Regions from separate parts of the Danio rerio genome. Here region 2 is linked to region 1. Evidence: chromatin contacts called from public Hi-C data. All regions are on one chromosome and are shown on one strand. Each heading gives the region's core, a stretch centred on a gene start, on an enhancer-like site or on the middle of the called end of the contact. The rest is flanking DNA. Distances are from core to core; before and after follow the strand shown. Region 1 holds the start of mybpc3 (myosin binding protein C3). Region 2 overlaps mybpc3 (myosin binding protein C3).

Evidence for each region. A called contact is a pair of places that touch in the nucleus more often than the background predicts.
Region 2: a Hi-C map of embryo shows a contact between it and region 1, with 5 times the contacts expected there. The contact joins the enhancer-like site here to the promoter of mybpc3 in region 1. A contact is called at or near these places in 3 of 18 Hi-C or Micro-C datasets (caudal fin, embryo and an unstated tissue).

Annotation. Positions count from the first base shown.
Region 1 is chr7:31,883,629-31,887,173 of GRCz12tu, reverse strand. It overlaps mybpc3 (myosin binding protein C3), which reads right to left and starts at 1,870. Exons shown (of 33, transcript NM_001044349.2): 1 at 1,803-1,870. The coding sequence starts at 1,827.
Region 2 is chr7:31,933,548-31,937,092 of GRCz12tu, reverse strand. All of the region lies in intron 28 of mybpc3 (myosin binding protein C3), which reads right to left. Among named protein-coding and RNA genes, the nearest start is that of lin7c, 34 kb to the left of the region's middle. Within about 2 kb of position 1,927, at least 5 of the 62 cell types and tissues checked have an H3K27ac peak or open chromatin away from gene starts, as enhancers often do.

The sequences.
Region 1 (3,545 bases), core at 621-3,120:
AAAGCAAGCCAAGCCTCTGCGCTTAAAAATAGAGTGCATGTGCTCTCCATTGAGAACTGCGGTCCACGTCGACACAGCCACAGGTAGCTGCTAGATGGATTAGCTAGGATCTATTTTTGTTGTTGTTATCAAGCACTGGTCACTCTTTTGCCATTTCAGAACCGCTGGTATCTACATTGCCTTTGTTCCACACTACTAATGTCTGGATAGATGCAAGCAGTGACAGTCAACTAATGATGAATATGTGGTAAATATGCTTTGAACTGGAGGCATGAAAGGTAATAATTTTCACAGTCATAACGTGTCAGCCAGCGGTCAGTGGAGATCGTCAATGGGATGGGAAACTTTCTCATGAAGGTGACATGTTTATGTCCGTCACAAAGGTTACATTAGATGCTGATGGTTGGCGTCCAAATATTGACATCCTGGTGTGTCTAACACTCAAGAGTATTTAAAACAAAATCTGCCATCTGTTAAATCAAATTAAACTATCTTTGAGAGGTGTAAAGATGCCTTAAGTCTAGACTATAGCAATCATTCTCAACTTATTGGACCTGCTTTGTTCATATATACCCTATATGATGGTATATGAACCACTGGTATTTTGGTAGCCATGAAAATAAACAAGTATGTCATGGTGACTTCATTGGTTTTAAATCATTTTTAGACTTCTTGGGGTTCCTCTGGAAGCTTGCAGAGGCCCTCTATTTGGCCCCTGGTTTAGAACCGCTGGTTTAGAGCCTCTGAAATCCACCAATAGGGAAGAGAAAGTGTGAAGCTAAAATGACTACATGGATTTGGTTACTACCACTAAACTTCATTGCTTAATGCCGAAAAGTGATGCAACAGCATTGTTAGCATGCTCTTGGTCTTAGCGAATATCGCCACAGTCGGCTGTCACGAAACAGGTGGCATCACATTATTGCAATCTTTTAATTCCTGCGTAGGCAGGGTTATTTTCTCTGCACTTTTGGAAAAAAGCCCTTCAGCCCACGGCCATTATTCTATCACGTAAGCTTAGATACGATTTAGCAGTTTATACTAAGGATACTTTCAGTTTAAGTAGTTGCATGTTACAATTAAACACCTAATAATATTAATTACATATTAGATATAAGGTTGCACTATAATTTACAGTATATGTCTTACTGTGTACTTAAAGGTACGTAAATTAGTGGGTCATGCAAGGTACCATGGAATCAGGGGTAGGTTTAGAAATAGTGCCGAGTTATAGTACCCAGTTTTGTAATAACTAGTATAAGTATGCAGTATGTAATGTTTATATGCAAAACAGGACTGTAAAATAAAGTGCTAAGAATAGGGTTTGATTTAATGTTAGTGGCTTGTAATCACACAAAATTAGCTGTTTACTTTAGTTGCTAAATGTAAAATATGCAACAGGTCTGTTGTTAATATGTTTCTTTGTTTACAGTGCAATTTGTGCGAGAAAAACAATGCACAGATGCTTCATATATACAGTTGGCTTAGAAACAACAGCTGCAGAATGTAGTACAGTGTAAAGGAACATCCAGACAATGTTATGAAAATACTCATAGATCAAACTGATACTGCTAATTTTTACCTATATATTAAATTAGTATTTCTTATTATTACACCAAAAACCAAAGACACAGGAGCTGAAGTCGTATAAAAATAAAGTACAAATTGAAAAGTGCTTTTAAAGTTGTGATAAGGTCAGAGTTTAGAACAGAAATGTTACTATTTACTCAACCAACAATACAAAACCAATCTATTATACATGTGTTTGTCAGATAGAATCTACAAAATAAACACTGGCATACCTATTTTTTTAGTTGGCTCTGGCATCCTGGTTGAGTGTCCCTATTGGGTTCCAACAAACAGGCATTGTGGACACCAACAGCACCACTTCTCTTTTAATAGACACCCCACACCCCCACCCCCAAATGTCCCATGGAACATGCCCCAAATCATCCTGCCCACCCCGATGATCTGTCACTGAGCCCACTGTCCATCACCTCCACTGGATGACAGAACTCAAGAAGCTGAAGCAGGATAAGAAAGCAGGGCTAGATGAGGGTAAAATTAGAGTATGACTGCAACAAAGCAACTATACTTAAGTTGTTGTTGTTGTTGTTGTTGTTGTTGTTGTTGTTGTTGTTGTTGTTGTTGTTGTTGTTGTTGTTGTTGTTGTTGTTGTTGTTGTTGTTGTTGTTGTTGTTGTTTGGAATTTCTAGGATACTTCAGCATGTATATCTATAGAATTGTATTCTGTTTTAAATCTTGCAATGAACAGGGAAGATTGCTTAAAAGTTGAGTAAATGTTAGTACAGTACATATGTAAAGTTTTTTAACGTTATTTTAACGTTATTTCAACATTATTTAACGTCAAATGATACTAATGTTCTTGGAACGCTTTTTATCAACGTTACAAGATTGTTCCAAAAACATTAATATCATTTGAATGGAATGTTCAAGAACAATAATATAACACGAGACTGAAACAGTATGAAATTGTTCTGAATTATCATAACCAACAAAAATTACAAAACATAGTCAAAAAAGGACAGGTGTTTTTAGAACTTACTCATGTTAGGGAAATGTTCATAGAAAATTTACTGTATGTATAAAATGTGCTAATAACATTTTAAATAATGTTCTGAAAACATTATTATAACATGAGACTTAAACTATGAAAACATTTTAAACAGCTTTATTCTAACCAAATATTAATGGTAAAATATCATCTAAAAACTGGACATTTTGAATGTTAAAAGAACATTAAGAAATGGGAAAAATGGGAACTTTAAAAGAATGTTTTAAACTTAAAATTTTTAGCCGAGTTCTGTTGTTAGCAGATAAAGACAATATACATGCACTTTACATGTAGCTACTTGGATTTTTCATCTCTGTTGTTATTGTTGATTTAAAACACACTAAACACCCTTGACCAATTATTATATGCATAGCAAGCCAATTGGAAAGTTTAAACTGGATGGGCTCAGAGATACAGACAGCTACTGTAATAAAAAGACAACATGACATGTTTAGTTCCACACTAGGGCTGACCCTTTCCTCATGCCATCAGTCAAGCATTCATAGCTTGACCTTTCTGTCAAGAGTTTAATGATAATGGTGCTTGTCTAGTGCACACTCAACTAGCATTGTCTGAACTCATTGTTTAATTCAGTTTATTCTTACAAAACATTCTGAAAAGCCCTTTGTAGGTTTTTGTTACTTCCATGAAAATGGAAATAGGTGATAAAGAAAATGCAAAAAATAAGTTAAAAATAAAATTAATGAAAAAAAATTAGATGAAAAGCCTAAATGCTGCTTAGTAAGTAATAAGCTGGAGTAATAAATTAATAAAACAGAAAGTAATCATATTAAAGATAATTAAAACATTCATGATTTTTTTTCCCTTTTTTAAATATTTCCCAAATGATGTTTAACAGAGCAAAATAAAAATTCACAGTATGTCTGATAATATTGTTTCATCTGGAGAAAGTCTTATTTGTTTTATTTCAGCTAGAATAAAGGAGCTTTTAATTTTTTTTAAAACCATT
Region 2 (3,545 bases), core at 678-3,177, 50 kb before region 1:
ATTATTGAAAGTTATTGTAAGATAAGCTCCAGATTTGGCTTCAGTACTGATTAATCTAATGTTTATGCACCAATATAATATTTTAGCCTTCCTATTAAAAATATGAATTTAAAAGATAGATTTGTGATCGGTCTACTTATATATGCTGAGCACTGAATATATGCAGTAAAGGCTCTCCAGTCAAAATTGTGAATTCAAATGATTAAAGTAGCTTTAATTCAACCAGCAAGTTTTTTGTTGTTTGTTTTTTGGACTGGAGATGACACAGGCTTCTCCCAAAATATAATAAGACGATGTACAAGAGGCCTCATTGTTGAAATAAAATATTTCTCAGCTTGGATTTACATTTGAATTAATGCTTTAAGTTAGAATTTGCCAGAGGTATGAATAATTCCGAGCTTGATCTTTGAGTCAGTTTTTTTATTAAAAATGGTATTTTAATATTTAATACAACAAGAATGCTTTAACGTAAGCATTACTACTTATAATACATTAAACTAATACTATTACAAAATATTGTTTCACATAAGTTACGACAAAATCTTACTAGCTAAACCTTTTGGATGGTAATTTATTTAAAATATATTATTTTGTCAGAGTGTTCTAATTGTACTTATTGATTTTATTTGAATATTGTGTAATGATGGTAGAATTGAGCATTCTGCATTTCGTTTTAGCTGGTTTTAAAACATCTCTAATTAAAAACGGCCATTGTGCTTGATCAAATGTGTACAAAATAAATGTCTGAACATCAAGGAATTGCATTTAAGTAAAAACATTCCCTCAGATTTTTTTCTTCACACTTAAATCATTAGATGTAAAAAAAGCACACACACATTCATTGTGAAACAGTATGTGGCTACAACTGTATGTCACCAATTATCCTTGCTAATCTGAAACATTGTCATGTGGCTCTCAGATGTCTGAATATACCACTCTAAAACCATTCTGTCTATTGTTATAGACAATGAGGAAAACGTTGCAGGATCGCTTAGCACATGTATTAAGCCGCTGTGTGATTACGGTGGCTGTAGAAGCAGTAGATCCAGAAGCAGGTAAATGGGCTGCATGAATGTGGCCCGGAGGCCTGCAGCCTAAAGTGCTCTTATATTTAGCAGCAGAGCATCTCCGGTTTCTGATTGAGATTGTCCTGTGAAACCTGATAATTCGGTGTCTTCCTGCCTGCTGCTGTGGACACAGCGAGAGGAATAGACTGGCTCTAGTAACAATGTGAGGTGAAACCCAAACCGGCTGCTTTTTATTTAGCTGCTAACCTTAGTGGCTCGAAAGTACAAAGGGGTAAAGAGAGCACTATAATGACAGCACTTAAATCAGGGCAAGGCCATGGGCTAAGATTACAGCATGCCTGCGTCGAAGGGGGCACAGGTGCCCTAGTGGGCTCCGCGGCAAGGGTCATTTTGGAGCTTTGGGCACTGGATGTTCTGGATGCTGTTCCCCTGGACCAGTGTTCAGTGCCACTGGCCAACTGTATGTCACAAGAGAGCCCATAAACTCGTGGTGTCCCTGCAATGCTGTGCCACTGATGAATAGTGTACATACATTACTCAATTACAGTGATCACAAGCTTAGCTGCTTTAGATAGACAATGGCAGGCTTGCAAACTCTCTCTTTATCTCAGATTCTCACGGTGAGTTTGACTATTAAATGTGTTTGGCATAGGGAGCAGTGCTTTCTAAAGCCCAAAGTATGCTTTGAACTCAGTCCACTTGATAGAATGCACATGCACACTACAAAAGCTTCATCCTTGTCCAGTGTCTGCGCTTTTTCTCACTAAAAATTCTGAGCAATTCAAATGAGTTTGCACTTGTATAAAATAGAAATGTTTAAGTATATCTCTAATCCCCTCACACTTAAACATTGGTATTTATTGCCACTTTATTTATTCCACTGCAATGGATGGCTTGGAATGGCTCACTTTTGGGGAGTGTGCCACTGTGTACAGTGCCACTTATTTTGTACGACTTCATTTGAAGGTCCAAGCAAGCAGTATCGTTAAATGTGACGTGTAAACACCAGTGGTGGAAAGAGTACAAAAAAAAAATCCTACTCAAGTAAATGTAGTCCAGGTAGAGTAAAAGTATCTGTTGGAAATATTACTCAAACTATGAGTAAAAAGTAGCCCTTTTAAAAAAGTAGTGAGTATTGCACTGTGAAAGTCTGTTGTGTTTACATGTAATTTGTGCACATTTGTGAAAACGTAAAATTCTTTAGTGCATTTAGTGATTGTTTAAGGCTATTTCAGACATTATACAACAGTCATCCAGTCTAAACAGTGTCTGGGTCATTGCGTGTGACGATTTAGGACATGTTCTTGGACACTTTTAATGCTTCCAAATGGTTTGCTGCATTTATTAAGCGCCCATGTCTTGAGATTGTTCTGGATGATGCGATTTAGTTTCTATGTGCAATTTCATTGGATCACAGGACTGATTGTTCTACTTTAGCCAATCCCCATAGACAAGAACATATAAAGTAGTGACTGCAGTTTGATGGAAAATAGTGGTGTAAAAATCCAGATATAGCCCTAAAAATGTGCTTCACGGAAAGTAAAAGCACACATTTTTTAAAATACTTAGTAAATTACAGAAATTTGAGTGTTTGTAATTTGTTATTTACACCACTGGAGATCATTGATTGGTCTGAAAGAATCATGAGTACCTGCATCTGATCTGCAACAATTCAATTCATCTATATTCCTATTGTGCTTTTTACAATTTAAATTGTGTCAAAGCAGCTTAACTTCAGTTCAGTTGTCACAGTTAAAGTTCAGTTTAGTGTAATGTAAATGTCACTGCTTAAAGGAGAAACACTGAAGAGCAACTTAATCGATGTACAGCTCTGCTAGTCTCAAGCCAAGCAAGCCAGAGGCAATACAAAACACCAAGCCCGCTAGATTTAAATAAATAGTCAGCGACAGTAAATTAGACAGAATCAGCCAGTACATAATGAGGCCAGAAGGGGAGAACATTTTCAGCAAGACGCTCAACTTTTGGCTAATACCACAATAACTTGTTAGTGTACTGGTTTGGGCGATTCACAAGAACGCAAATCATGGGTATGACCTGGGTGTTACAATGTTGACATGGTTTATAAAGACATATCTTATCATTTATATGTACATTTAGCAGACACTTTTGTCCAAAGTGACCTACAATTGAGTAGGCATTCAGTGATTAAACAAGAAGAGGTAATATATGCAAGAAGTGCTAATTATACAAAGGAATCCCAAATATAATCCCAAACTCTATTGATCACCTGGTTTGTTCTAACATTAAGCTTTTAGGTTAACATTAAACTTGCTAGTCAATAACATTTATTTACACATTGACTTGGTGGGGAAAACTTTGGTGATCCCTCAAATTCCCTAGGTCAGTTAGTACAGCTGTTAAAAGATTAAGTTTCGGTCTCTTTTAGAAGATAATAGGAAGTCACAAGAGAGCTCTTAGATAGATAGGAAGTTGTTGTGACTAATTTACTCAGAAAACCTGATATCAATCGAGAAGAAATCAGTGTGACAATAAATG